Regions from separate parts of the Cricetulus griseus genome. Here region 2 is linked to region 1. A link is a contact called in public Hi-C data. All regions are on one chromosome and are shown on one strand. The core of a region is the stretch at or near the end of the contact, and the rest is flanking DNA. Distances in the headings are between cores, read along the strand shown.

Evidence for each region. A called contact is a pair of places that touch in the nucleus more often than the background predicts.
Region 2: a contact with region 1 is called in a Hi-C map of the CHO-K1 cell line, with 5 times the contacts expected there. The contact joins the enhancer-like site here to the promoter of LOC113830645 in region 1. A contact is called at or near these places in 4 of 8 Hi-C or Micro-C datasets (the CHO-K1 cell line and the CHO-S cell line).

What each region holds. Positions count from the first base shown.
Region 1 is chr10:21,429,002-21,431,701 of CriGri-PICRH-1.0, reverse strand. It overlaps LOC113830645 (CMP-N-acetylneuraminate-beta-galactosamide-alpha-2,3-sialyltransferase 1), which reads right to left and starts at 1,449. Exons shown (of 8, transcript XM_027431552.2): 1 at 1,315-1,449. It overlaps LOC113837448 (translation initiation factor IF-2-like), which reads left to right and starts at 1,461. Exons shown (of 3, transcript XM_035449600.1): 1 at 1,461-2,053. The coding sequence starts at 1,481.
Region 2 is chr10:21,493,996-21,496,695 of CriGri-PICRH-1.0, reverse strand. All of the region lies in intron 2 of LOC113830645 (CMP-N-acetylneuraminate-beta-galactosamide-alpha-2,3-sialyltransferase 1), which reads right to left. Among named protein-coding and RNA genes, the nearest start is that of Ndrg1, 150 kb to the left of the region's middle. Within about 2 kb of position 1,420, at least 2 of the 6 cell types and tissues checked have open chromatin away from gene starts, as enhancers often do. A contact at or near this core is called in the CHO-K1 cell line, where this site is marked.

The DNA.
Region 1 (2,700 bases), core at 200-2,699:
AGTGCCACCAGTTCCTACTGGCGGTAGGAGCTGGCTAGGACCCTTGTGCAAGAGGCTGGAGAAATTCCAGGTCGGGGCACCCTTTCCCGAAATCTCCGTGAGTCAAGGCGATGACGCCTTACCTGTACCACGAGGGGGGCACCGGTCAACTCAATGCCCATCTCGAGTTCAGCCGCGCTGCCTCCCGCAAGGTCACGCTCAAACACTCACACGTAGAAAAGATAAAAAAAAAAAAAAACAACCAAACAAGCAAATAAAAAACTCCAAGGGCTCAAAGTTGCTTGCGCAACGGTCCGATTCGGAGCTAACAGTACTCCAACCGAGTCGCCTTGCCCGGTGTCAACGGTTTCCCACCCCGGTGCACTCATCAAAGGGGCGGAGGACTGTGCCCTGCGCACGTCACATTACAGAGACACGGACAAGTTGCTAACTTTTGTCACATTGTTTCTTGGCAGCTGAGGCGCCTAACAGGGTTGGGGCAGACTCCCAAGTTTCGAGTTGCCACCGCCTGCTCCCTTTGCCCACGCTAATCCACCGGCTTTCCAACACACCTCATGCAGCTGTCCTGTCCTAAGAGCCAACTTGTCCCGGAGATCCGGCGCAGCGCGGGATTAGAGGTGTCCCGGGGGCCCACAGCCTCCTCCCGGGTCTGCGCCTGCTCACAGCGGATTGGGAGACTCCATCCCGGACACTGTCCCACTATCTCTGGTCTAGATAACCAACGGCCTCCAAGCGTCCCCACAGTGTCCCAGCCCAAGACCTCGGCTTCTCTAGAGAGTGTGGGCAAGCAGCCCCTGATGGAGTCTGCTACCCGCGGCCCGGGCTAGGAGCTACTGCGGTGCTGGGTGCAATGTCACCGCGGCCGCTCCGGGAATAGCTGCCACCATCACCGTAGGCTCCCCCACTGAGCTCCGGGAGGCTCCTCCGTTAAGCGCCAAAGAGCCTGGATCCTCAGAGCTGGAGTCTCCTCCCTGACACTCTTCCTGAGACCACCGTGGTGGCCGTGGCTGAGACGGAGCTCTCTCCCTCTCGGCGCCTAGGGTCTTCGGCCCCACTTCCTCTGCCAACCATACCTTCCTAAGTCCCTTCCCCACCCCTGCTGTGCCGGGGTCCGGGCGATCACCTCTGCACTCAGAGAACACATGCGGAATTTCCCGAGCCCCAACTCACGAGGCGGCGCCGTCCCTGGGGCACCCGGACAGCGACCAGCTGGGTGCGCACTCGCCCAACGCCGGAGACACACCGGAGTTGCCCGGCTTGGGGTGCAGAGGAGGTTCGGAGGGGTATCTAAGGAGATGCGTCCGGGATACTCACCCCGACCAGCTCACACCTCCGGGTCCTCCTCTACCTCCTCTTCTGCCTCCTCCTCTCGCCTCCCTCCGGTCTAGGGCTCTTTGTCTTTGCAAAGTGTCGAAAGTATCTGGCATAGTGGGCTCCGGCGGCAGAGGCTAGCGCCGGGAGAGCGGGAGGCGGGGTGAGGATGGGAGCGGCCTCTGGAACACCTTCCCCCGGGTGTAACGGGAGTCGGAGGCGGGGCGTCCGGAGAGGGGCCGCCTTCGCCCGCCGGCTGGGACCAAGCGGCGACTTGGGCGCGCCCAGCCCCGCGGCCGCCTCCACAGCGCGCAGCCCTCCCCTTCCTCCGCCCAGCGCCCGCCCCTCGGAGCCCCGGCGCCCCGGCGCCCCTCCCGCCGGCCTCGGCTCGGCTTTCCCCTTGCTTGGGGCTTCCTGCGAGCCCAATATAGCTCTGCCGAGCCACGTGGACCGCAGCGGGCTGGGTGGAGGCCGGACCGGCCTAAGAGACGCCGGAGGAGGAGGCGCGGGGACCGGATCGCCGCCCCGAGAGAGGGGCTCTGCGGGAACAGCGCGCGAGGCTAGGGAAGAACTCCCCGGAGGCCTCAAGCTCGCGGGGTCAACCCCCGGGACAAGGCGATGGGCGTGCGCCGAGAGGACGTGGCTGGCGGTGCCGAGAAGATCCCTAGTCGGGTGTGCGGTGGAGAGAGGTGGCGATCCCCCCTGCAGAGCCACCTCTTCCTCTAAGGGCGTGGGACTGGAGGTGGGATTTAGGGAAGCTGGGGAAGGGGCTCGGTGGGATTAGGGATCGCGGATGCTAGCGCCTTGGCGCGGCCAGGACTCGGAGCCTCAGAGCCTGGCTCGGTAGCATCCACACCCCCGCCCTTCCAAGATGCTCGCCGCGGGTGTTTTCCTAGCGGATGGACAGGCAGCAGCGTGGCCCTAAGCTGGGCTAAGTGGGAACTTGAGTTACAGGGATTCCCAAGGCAGTTTGAGGCTGGGGATTTAGTTTGGGTACTAGGCTTGCCCTCCCCGTTTTAATAGGTAAGTGAGGCTGGATATACAATTTACCGAGTGCCGGTCACAGACCCTAAATAGTAGGTTTAAAAAGGCATTTGTGAAATCTCGGCTGTCCGTTCGTATCCTCTCACTGGGACTATCTCTCCTGGAAACTTTTCTGTGGAACGTTAAGAGGAAAGACAGGGTGCGCAGGGCTCTTTCCGTTTTCAGCTGAGGCTTCTGGGGTAAACCTTTGCAGTGGAGAAGGCTAGGGCTGCCTAGCTGCTCACTCATCAGAAGGAGATTGTAATTTAGGGGAGAATTTGCGGCGCTTCTCCACGACTGTGTGATCTTGGACTCATCGGTGATGTCCTCCGTTTCCTAGGTTTGCTTGGTGCCTTGACGTCCTCA
Region 2 (2,700 bases), core at 171-2,670, 65 kb before region 1:
CTTGCTTCCTGAATCCAGAGAATAGAGTAGCGCTCTCCAGGTCTGTGTGGAAAGAATGACTGGCACACAGGTGACTGGCTTAGGGCATCACACTTTCTTGAATCCCAGATGCTTCCTGTATAAAATGTAACCCAACAAGACACCTGGACCGTCGTAAGGGCAAGGTTACTTAAAGGACCAAAGGACACCAGTCATCAAAGAACACAGGCCAGGGTAACCCCTTGGCTCTGGTGTCTCCATTCCTGGAGGTGGTGGCAGCTGGCTCTTCAATACTTTCTGGGGACCAGGGAGACATATGATATGTGAGACACATCAATTATTCAACCGGTGAGGGTGGTCACCATGAGCTTCATGGCCGATCCAGTGAGCTTGTAGCTAGTTTTCACACCCCAGGGCAGTGGTTCTCACTTGTGGGTTGCGACCCCTTTGACAAACCTCTTTCTTCAATAGTATTTATAATACGTTTCATAGCAGTAACAAAATTACAGTTATGAAGTAACAAAAATAATTTTATGGTTGGGTGGGGGTCTCCACAACATGAGGAACTGTGTTTCAGGGTTGCAGCTTTAGGATGATTGAGAAATACTGGCCTAGGGGCCCCCTCACAGTGGCTTGGCTCCCACTTTCCACCTGCCTGCCCCTCTAGACTCTACCTATGCTTGGGAGTACAGACACATTGCCCTTTGGAGCCCACAAGATTGACACCTCCATGGAGAGGTCATCACTCTCATAGCTCTGGGCAGCAGCATTGGCTGGGGCCAATCTGTTCTTCGTGCTTTGCAATTCAGGGTCCCGGCTGCCACCTGTTAGAGCTCCGAGCATCCCTGTGCACTGGACTATAACTAGAGCATAGCCTTTGTGCTCAGCTAGGCCTGGGTGTGAATGCTGAGCCTATCTTTCCTCGTCCAGAGACCCTGGGTAAAACAGTCTACCTCTCTGGGTTCAGGTTTCTCCTTAAGACAGAGTGATCACATTTCTTAAGTGTGTGTGTGTGTGTGTGTGTGTGTGTGTGTGTGTGCCTTGCTTTCTAACAGCCTATAGAAATGAGGAACAGAGCTTTCTGGTATTTAACACGCACTAAAAAGTCATCTCCACCAATGCACAGTTAATGGGGATGAAACTCAGTGGGAAAGCCTCTGACTCAGTTTACACACTAGGAAATGAACCATGAGCTTGAACCGGAGTCCTCATCATCAATTTCTCAGATCTGAGAATGATGACTGTAGACACCATGTCCCTCCCTTTCCCGTGTCTGGTATATCTAACTCTGCGCTAAGCAAAAAGTTCCAGGAAGAAGACGCTGGCCTTGGAAACAGAGTCTCCTGAGCCAGATCTGGGGTTTCTGTGTTCTCATGCAGGGGTGTGTCCTACTTCTGCTCTAATACATCATTTGGAGAACCCATGGCCCAGTGAGTCAGAGCTGGAGGCTGCTGCCTGGAGCCCAGTTGCGGAGAGAAATGCAGCCTGACCCAGCTCCTGCACCACCCATAGCCTGCAGCTGAGGAGTCCTGAGTTTCCTGCTGCTGACACTAGGTGACTCGATTTCTCCTGAAGATGTCTCTCCCCACCTACCACTTCCTGGGGAACTTGGGAGACTGGAGACGTTCAGAAAAACTCTAGGATACTGTAGTTAAAGTCAAAGTTTGTGGTGGCTGCTTCCAAATGGCTGTGTCCACTCAGAGGTGTCACTACTGTGTACCAACCCTGCTTAGAAATGCTTCTTGCTGCCGGGTGTTGATGGCGCACACCTTTAATCCCAGCACTCGGGAGGCAGAGGCAGGCGGATCTCTGTGAGTTCGAGGCCAGCCTGGTCTCCAGAGCGAGTGCCAGGATAGGCTCCAAAGCCACAGAGAAACCCTGTCTCGAAAAACCAAAAAAATAAAAAACCAAAAAACAAAAAAACAAAACCAAAAACAAAACAAAAACTAAAAAAGGAAGAAAGGAAGAAAGGAAGAAAGGAAGAAAGAAAGAAAGAAAGAAAGAAAGAAAGAAAGAAAGAAATTAAGAAAGAAAGAAATGCTTCTTGCTGACCTGGACCCCAGTTCCGGTCACTGTCTACCATGGTGGGCAGTTACCTGGCCCTAAAATAATCTCATTTTTGAGCTTCTCTTGCCAAGATAGCTCTGCAGGCAGTTGGCCAATGATGCCTGGTTAGACAGAAGAGACAGACGCCTTTCTCCTGCTCCACCTTAGTTGTGGAGGCTTCAGGTGGCTTTGCAGTGGATTTTGGGACCTGCCTTCCCAACCTAAAGCCTGAAGATAGATTTGTGTTCTGTGCTGGCTTCCTGAAGCTTCCTGGTCTCAGGGTCCCAGCCAGAGCAGGTACCCTAAATACCTGAGGCCCTCCATTCCCTCAACTTTGCAAAGGACTGGTCTGTGAGGAACACTCATTTCCCTTCCATGCTCTCAGATCTTGGATCCTCAGTGCTTGCTCTGGAGACAAATCCCTAGGATAACATCTCCAACCAAACCTGGCAGCCAGTGGTCACATGTCTACTTATTCCTATCCTGGAAGCCCAACGGACTCCCCATTTTATCTCTGCTTGCTCTGTCCATCCCAGACAGACCTACGACCTGACAGCCTTTGTGTGTATTACACCCGGTGTGATGGACAATTTCCATTGTCAAGCAGGCTGGGTTCAGGATTTACCATGGAAATAAAATAAACCTTACAAAGGTAGAGGGAGGCAGCTGGGGAGA